Linked DNA regions of Mus musculus: all the other regions are linked to region 1. The links are chromatin contacts, called in public promoter capture Hi-C maps. All regions are on one chromosome and are shown on one strand. The core of a region is the stretch at or near the end of the contact, and the rest is flanking DNA. Distances in the headings are between cores, read along the strand shown. Region 1 holds the start of Espl1 (extra spindle pole bodies 1, separase). Region 2 has its middle 16 kb from the start of A330009N23Rik. Region 3 holds the start of Tfcp2 (transcription factor CP2).

Region 1 (2,700 bases), core at 190-2,689:
GACATAGATGATATGTTATTTTTAAAAGTGAAAACAGATATAGAGATATAGCTCCGTGGTGAAATATTTTCCTGAATGCATGAGATCCTGAGTTCAATCCCCAGTATGGAAAAAAAAAATTTTTTTTAATTAAAAATTAGAGGGCTGGTGAGATGACTCAGTGGTTAAGAGCGCCAACTGCTCTTCCAAAGGTCCTGAGTTCAAATCCCAGCAACTACATGGTGGCTTCACAACCATCCCTAACGAAATTTGATGCCCTCTTCTGGAGTGTCTAAAGACAGCTACAGTGTACTTACATATAATAAATAAATGAATAAATAAATAAATAAAATTAGAATGTAAAATTTACTATAAGGAGAATGATAAAACGTAAACAAAAACCGATGTATAACTCTCCCAAACGGAGAACATAAACCAGAGTGTCCTTAGGAGATGATCACATTAGTAGCCCTAGGGGAAAAAAAAATTTTTTTTTTCAAAGACAGGGTTTCTCTGTGTAGCCCTGGCTGTCCTGGAACTCACTCTATAGACCAGGCTGGCTTCGAACTCAGAAATTCACCTGCCTGTGCCTCTCAAGTGCTGGGATTAAAGACATGTGCCACCATTGCCCGGCGGAAAAATAATTTTTTAAATAAAAATAAAAACAATAAATAAAAAGGAAAAGGAAGCCGGGCGTGGTGGCGCAAGCCTTTAATCCCAGCGCTAGGGAGGCAGAGACAGGTGGATTTCTGAGTTCGAGGCCAGCCTGGACTACAAAGTAAGTTCCAGGACAGCCAGAGCTATACAGAGAAACTCTGTCTCGGAAAAAAAGAAAAAAGGAAAAGGAAAAAAACACAGATAATCTCAGAAACTAGGTGTGTCCTGAGCCATAAAGGGTCCCACCTTCAAGTCAGGCAGCAGCTGCTGGGTCTCCTCCTTGCTGCAGAGCAGAGTGGCGAAGTTGACTCCTTTGAAGTTCCTCATGGCAAAAGTCTAGATACAACGAAATGGTTTGTAGAAGCCTGCGAAGGGTTGTAATGGAAATAACTGGAGGAAAGAAGGGATTGAAAGTTGTAGGAGGATTCAAAGGATGAAGCAGGCAAAGAATCCCACCAGAAATCCTATGCGGGGAGAGGCCGATATAAACTGGGCTCCCGTTACAAACTGACAAGTCCACTGTTCCTTCCTCCAGGACGCTCCTTGTCCTCAGTGTCCCACCAGGCCACCGCAGGGGTCTCCACAGGGTCCTGGGCGCCGAGCACACCCTTTCGGGGGCCGCCGAGCCTCCGCAGAAACGCCCCGTTTCTTCCCAGGTCAGCAATGGGAATGTCACTTACCGCGGCTTGAGCGCGCGCTCACCAGACCCTCCGTGCCTTAATTCCCTCGAAGCTGCCGTTCCTCACCGGCCTAGCAGCGTCCTCCAGCCCGAGCTCCACCAAGCACCGGGTGGGCACGCTTCGTTTTCCGCGCCAGCACCTCCTTTCAAATATCCCTAGTGACCAATCAGCGAGAAAGCGTAACGCAGGCCGGCCGCGTGGCGCTCTGGGAGTTGTAGTTTATCTGCCGCGCTGTCTGTCACGTGTTCCTGGAGGGGCGGGTACAACTCTGGACCGGAAAGACTCTGGGACACAGTCTCCTTCTTCAACCTCAGTCAATTACAGTCATTTCGCAGTTGGGTGGTCAATCACTAAGTCTTTCTTGCCTTTATTCCCTGAGCTCAGGCAGGATTTTAAATTTCAAGAGAATTAAAATAAGAAACCCACATGGCTTGCTTTGCGTTACTAGGAAAGAAAAGGTGTAATAGCCTTTGATGTATTTTTTTGTTTTTATTTTTGTTTTTTGAGACTGGTTCTCACTACGTGATCCTAGCTGTCCTGGAACTTGCTAAATAGACCAGGCTGGCCTCTAAGAGAGATCCACCTGCCTAATGCTGGGGTTGAAGGTGTACACCACCACACAGGGTCTTTGGGATTCTTTAAAACTCTGACTTTGTGGAGAGGGACACTGAAAAGGGTGCAGGGACAACCTCCGGGTTCTCCTAGGTTCTCCTCCCTCCCAAGTTTGGATTCCAGCCTACATCTTACATGGGTTGTATAAGAAAGGCTATAGAGTTGAGTGAAGAGTAAAGGGAAGAATTCATTGTGAACGTTCACAGTCTTTTGTTTTGTTTGTTTTTTGAAACAGGGTTCAAAATACTGAGCGTAGGGATTTCTGAGTTCCAGGACAGCCAGGGCTACACAGAGAAGCCCTGTCTCAGGAAAAATCAAAAGAAAGAAAGAAAGAAAGAAAGAAAGAAAGAGAGAGAGAGAGAGAGAGAGAGAGAGAGAGAGAGAGAGAAAGAAAGAAAGAGGGAGGGAGGGAGGGAGGGAGGGAGGAAGGAAGGAAGAAAAAGAAAGGGGGAGACATAGGAAGGGGAGGGAATAAGAGAAAAAACTGACATCTCCCCCACTAGAAAATTTCAGCGTGGGAATGGCAATATTTAATGCAGACACTAACAATGCCGAGCTTTTTTCTCAAGTCAGGGGCATAAGGAAGAAGCAGCCATCCTGGAAATTGACCACCTTTATCTCCTAGCCATGGCCCCTCTCCCTTATCTGCCTGCCTACCAAGTAGTCTAACTCCTGCTCTCTCAGATGCACTATAAAGTCAAGGGTGGTACCAAACATCACCCACCACCAGAGGGTAGGGAATACTTACTAAGGAGGCTGAGGAGCTAAAAAA
Region 2 (2,700 bases), core at 153-2,652, 1.1 Mb after region 1:
TGACCTGCTGGCACAGGTGATTAACTGGATCTTGTATGCTGTCCCCGGTTGCCAAGAAACGGGTGTTCCTACTGCTCTCAGCCACCGAGCCAGCTCTGGTTACTGCTGACAGGCCCCACAGAGGAGAGTCAGGCAGGCAGAGGGTGCCAGAGGAGACTAAGTCCTTCCCTGTGCAGGCAGCGTGGTGGTTCCCCTTAGAGAACCTGGGTTACCTTTGGGGCCCCTGTCCTCTGGGCCTTGAGCTGTACTCGGAAAATCCAGGACCCATAAACTGCCGAGGAAGGTGCAGAGTACTGCGCGGGAGTGAGAGGGTGCGGGAGGTGGGAGAGGGCCCTGCAGGCTCCCCTGTTCCCCAGCCTTTATTCATTTATTTTCTGTGGCTTTGGGAATGGAACCTGGGCCTCTCACATTGTAGGCCAACACTCTACCACTAAGCGTTAGCCACAGTCTTTTTATTTTTCACTTTGAAACAGAGTTTATACAAGATCTGGAGACCAGTATAGAACTCACCCTGTAGCCCAGGCAAGTCTTGAATTTCCAATCCCCCTGCCTCAGCTCCACGAGTAACTGGGATTACAAGCGTGCATCCCCAGGCTTGACAGATATTAAGAGATACAGAAATGGGTGGTCATACTCATCAAAATCATGATTATCATGATGCCCAAACACAGAGCCGCGTTAAGACTTTTCCTGTAGACCAGGCAGGGCCACTTCCCAGGAAGGGCTGGGGAACCTGAGCTATGGCAGGCACTCAGGTCACTTCAGGAGCAGCTGGCCGTCAGCTGATCGTCCTAAGGACCATTCATCATGCCCCCAAGTCCATTCTGCTGAGCCATGGTTATTTCCGAGTGTGGACAGAGCGCAGGTTGTATAACAGGCTAGAAGCTAGGAGATGGTTTGAGGGAAGCTTGTGGCAGGGTTGGGGTTGTTCTCACCTTCTCCAGTCAGAGTAGCACCTCAGAGCGGAGGAGGAGGAGCCCCGAGGCTTGGAAGGGAAAAAGGGAATCCATCACTGAGGAGAGCGACACAGCCTGTCAGCCTGCTTCCTCCTTCTGGATCCAGAAGATAGGCCATCCTCCCTTCCCACGCATTAATCCCTCTCCCCCAAGCTCTGCCTTTGCTCGAATCTGCCCTGTTCCTGGGCGGGGGTGGGGGGTGGGGTGGGGGAACCCTGTGCCAGTTCCCACTGCTCTCCATTCTCCAGTGGGTAGTCTGGACTCAAATACACCTTCATGGTGTGTTTCCAGTGGCTTTACTATAAGGAAATGCAAGAATATCTTCTTTGAGGTGTGGTCGTGACTTCAGAGACCATGACAGGGGACAAATCGCTGTGGTTTGAATGCCAGCCCCGTTCGCATGAGCCGGTCTACAAACCAACTACTTCATGCCTCACCTTCTCCCCTGAGTCACGAGGATCTGAGCAGTTTGTATGCATGAGGCACTTAAACAGCTCCTGGCCCAAGGTCAGCCCTGTGTAAGTGTTGGCTATAATTAGACAATATTTTCGGATCACTTTCCTCGGCCTTGGCTCCTAATAAGCACTTGGTGAAAGGCACTTGTTATTTTTATCTTCCTTCTCCCTCGCTAACTTAATCCCTTCCACAAACCCACCTTCAGTTAGCCTCCCAGCAGTGAAAGTGTGTGTATGTTACATTTCTCTAACGTTTACACTTACAAAACACTTCTGTTCCGACCTCGCGGCAAACCCGGGAGCTAGCAGCGCACTCAAATGATCGCTGTCATGTTGCAGAGCCAGGAACAGGGTGTGATCTGTCTAGTGGCATCAGCTGCTAAGGGGTGTGTCCAAGCCACCAAGCAGGGTATTCTGACCTCAGGCACCGGGTGCTTGCTTCTGGATGATATGGCCCGGGGCATGCCAGCTCCAGGCTGCCAGGACAGATTCGCTAGGGGAGGGAGGAGAGCCCCTACTGGTTCCAGAACTGAGAGCACTCCCAGAGTGGGAAGAGCCTATGTTCTTTATAATTATCCCCCATAGCACCTAGAAGCTTACCAGGAGCTGTGTGGCAGTGCCCTCCACTGGCCATAAGTGGTACTGTCGGCTTTTAGAGGACGGAAAGGTAGCTCTATCTACACATAGTTATAGAAAATACCCAAGGCCTAGGAGTGCCAAGTCCTCTGTTAGGAATCACAGAGGTCAAACGAAACTCTCAAAAAGCCTTGGGCATGGGGCAACTAATTGAGAAAGAGACCCAACATTGACCTCTGGTTTCCACATATTCACACACACACACACACACACACACATACACACACACACACACACACACACACACACACACACACAGGTATATCCACAGGCATGTACACACATGAACTTAGACATATACAATGCACTGGGCATGGTGACACATATCTGTAATCCTGGTGCTCAAGAGATATGAGGATCTGTGTAAGTTCAAGTCTAGCCTGCTCTACCTATCGATTTCCAGGCCGGCCAGAGTTACATAATGAGACCTTTTCAGAACAGAACAGAACAAAATAAAAACAAAAGCAAAACAAATTGAAGTCACCTTGTGCTATCTATTGAATTCCAGGTGAGTCTGGGATACATAACAAGAACCAGTCTTTTAAAAGCGCTAGTCTTTTGTGAAAACACATCATTCTACTTAAAGAATCTAGAATATATATACACACACACATATACATACACACACACACACACACACACACACACACACA
Region 3 (2,700 bases), core at 119-2,618, 1.7 Mb after region 1:
TCAGTGGGAGAAGTAGTTATATACAAATCTAAGTCAAAGCAGACTATAAGGATATTGTGTTGGCATACAGAACGAAGCACACTTCCACAGACAGGGGATGTCTTTGGCCGGCAGAGGCATGTTTATCATGACAATTTAGTTCTAGCCTTACCTTTCTGTTTGGTAAAATAAGTGACATTTACCTTTAGAATTTTTTTTTTTTTAAGATGGGAGGCAGAGGCAGGCAGATCTTTTGACTTCAAGGCCAGTCTGGTGACCTAAGGACCCTAGTGGTATACAGAGTTCCAAGACAGCCCAGGCGACAAAAAGAACCCTGTCTCAACAAACGAGCAAACAATGACTAGAGATGCTAGGTAGACCTGGCTGTTATGGAAATTGCTATGTAGTCTAGACTGTTCTTGAACTTGTGGAGATCCTTCTGCCTCAGCCTACTGAGTGCTAGGTTTTTAGGAACACACAATGCCCTTTTAGGAAGGGATTACAACCCTGTCTTGAGGACTTCTGCAATACTGTTCATAGCATACAGGTATTTTGCCCGTGCTTAATTTTAAAAATGGCCGTAATTAATCCTCAGGAGCAAGGTGGAGGAGGTATGATTTCACCTCCTGCTCCAGGGTCTTCATTATCTAGCCCTGGCTCACCTGGAAATCAGATCTGCCTGCCTCTGTCTCTGGAGTGCTGGGATCAAAGGCATGAACCACTATGCCTGGCTATGGTTGTTCTTGATTTACAGTTTAGTAAATTCAATCTCTTGGAGAATACTCTTAAGTTATCATACTATAAATAAAGATGCCAGCTCTGACTTTGCTCTGCAGATTTTTCCCCAACACTCATTCATCATTGCCTAAAACAAACAAAAACAAAACATCAAAGAACCAACCAAACAGAAACAAAACAACAAGCAAGGTGTAGTGTGCACGCTTTTGATCCTAGCACTCAGGCTGGGGGTGTGGATCTCTCAGTTCTGGGTCAGCTAAAGTTACCTAAAGACCCCGTCTGAACATCAACAAAAACCCCAATAGTTTTCCCTGTTTCCTGCGCGAATGCCTTAGGGAGAAGGGTGAAGATAAGGGAAGGCAAATGGGGAGAGTTTAGGACTGGACACACGGGAACGAAAGTCCCTCCGGGAATGGGAGCGGGAAGCGGAAAGATAGAACCGCAGTTCTGCTCTACTGTCAGGACCGAGAGCCTGCGACCCGGGTTCACGCCTAAGCACTGAGCCCGCCCACTACTCCGGGGGCGGAAGCCTTCGCGTCGATAGCCTATCACCGCTGCGAAGACAGAACCAGTCTCTTCTTCATTGGTAGATGGATGGTGACGTTGCGCCATGGCCGTAGCGGACGTCCTGATTGGTTGGCGCTGGGGGCGGGTTTGCGCTTCGAGTCTGCGCCGAACTTTCGCTGTCCACGCTTCCAGGCGGTCGTGGTGGCTAAGGAGGGTGTGGGGACGGCTCGGAGGAACCCTGGGTTTGTGCTGAGAGCGGAGTGGGGGGGCGGGGAGAAGAATCGGTGACCGGAAGTTATCTGGTTGACCGGAAGCGAGGCCTGAGGGAAAGTGCGGATGCCCGGAGGGAGGAGCTTTCCACCTAGGGGGGCGGAGGGGACGCTCGGAGCGCCCGGTGTCCTGCGCGTCTCCGCTTTGAGGCTGAGCGGAGGACGCCGAGCGACCGACCGGTGGGCTTCAGAGAGCCCGAGTCCGGCTGAGCTCCGGCGGGACCTGGTGCCTCACGATCCCGAGAGCCGAACGGGAGGGATTCCTGTCACCGGGGCTCCCGAGGAGTAGCCAGGGTGCAGCCCGTAGGTCAGGCTTGGGGCGCTGCGCGAGGAGCTGGGTTTGTAGCTGACTTCCACTGTGCTGTCTGCCGGGTAGAGTTACGCTCCGCGCCTTTGTACAGGAGCCGGCGCCTGTTGGGGCAAGGAAGGAGCCGGGATGGCCTGGGCTCTGAAGCTGCCGCTAGCCGACGAAGTGATCGAGTCGGGGCTTGTGCAGGACTTTGATGCTAGCCTGTCCGGCATTGGCCAGGAACTGGGTGCTGGTGCTTATAGTATGAGGTGAGTGAGATGCCTCCCAGACCTTACCTTCTTAATAACAAAGGCAGGATCTTGAAAGGTGGGAGGGCGGCTGTACAGTTTAAGAGAACAGCCTGCAGCTTGGTGGGCAGATTACCCCCCCCCTTACACCTCCCTACCTCCCCCATCCTCTGGTTTGAGTAGTAGTGGTATGGGAGGACAGGAAAGACTCTAGAGTCAACTCTGTAGGGCCCTTGCATCCAGATGGTGTAGGAGACTTGGACACTGACTGTATGCTTGGGTATGTCTGGATTCACGTGAAGAAGGGGCAGTTGAGGGATATCTAAAGAAGTCCGGCAGCTGGGAACTGAGGTTCAAGGTTGACGACTTGTTGGGAAGAGATGGGATACCTTGGACAAGAAGTCCACAGACAGCTGTCTCTTACAACAGACTTGTTTTAAGGTTTTCTTCCAGGGTTCCTGTCTTTGGAAACTTGAGCTGAGAATGTCTAAAAAGTGACAAAGAGGCGCACGCCTTTGATCCCAGCACTCGGGAGGCAGAGGCAGGCGGATTTCTGAGTTCGAGGCCAGCCTGGTCTACAGAGTGAGTTCCAGGACAGCCAGGACTACACAGAGAAACCCTGTCTTGAAAAAACAACAACAACAAAAAAAACCCCAACAACAACAACAAA

What was found. Promoter capture Hi-C pulls out the DNA fragments that hold promoters and counts their contacts.
Region 2: a promoter capture Hi-C map of hippocampal neurons shows a contact between it and region 1, with 2.5 times the contacts expected there. The contact joins the enhancer-like site here to the promoter of Espl1 in region 1. A contact is called at or near these places in 6 of 39 promoter capture datasets (the 3T3-L1 cell line, the C10 cell line, cranial neural crest and 3 more), 1 of 115 datasets of contacts at active chromatin or transcription factors (astrocytes) and 1 of 9 other capture datasets (liver).
Region 3: a promoter capture Hi-C map of liver shows a contact between it and region 1, with 4 times the contacts expected there. The contact joins the promoter of Tfcp2 here to the promoter of Espl1 in region 1. A contact is called at or near these places in 3 of 39 promoter capture datasets (liver and pre-B cells).

The regions. Positions count from the first base shown.
Region 1 is chr15:102,295,032-102,297,731 of GRCm38.p6, reverse strand. It overlaps Espl1 (extra spindle pole bodies 1, separase), which reads right to left and starts at 1,439. Exons shown (of 31, transcript NM_001014976.2): 1 at 1,317-1,439; 2 at 883-972. The coding sequence starts at 963.
Region 2 is chr15:101,240,198-101,242,897 of GRCm38.p6, reverse strand. No RefSeq gene overlaps it. Among named protein-coding and RNA genes, the nearest start is that of A330009N23Rik, 16 kb to the right of the region's middle. Within about 2 kb of position 1,402, at least 198 of the 459 cell types and tissues checked have an H3K27ac peak or open chromatin away from gene starts, as enhancers often do. A contact at or near this core is called in hippocampal neurons and liver, where this site is marked.
Region 3 is chr15:100,550,676-100,553,375 of GRCm38.p6, reverse strand. Tfcp2 (transcription factor CP2) reads left to right here and starts at 1,368. Exons shown (of 16, transcript NM_033476.3): 1 at 1,368-1,466; 2 at 1,895-2,051. The coding sequence starts at 1,930.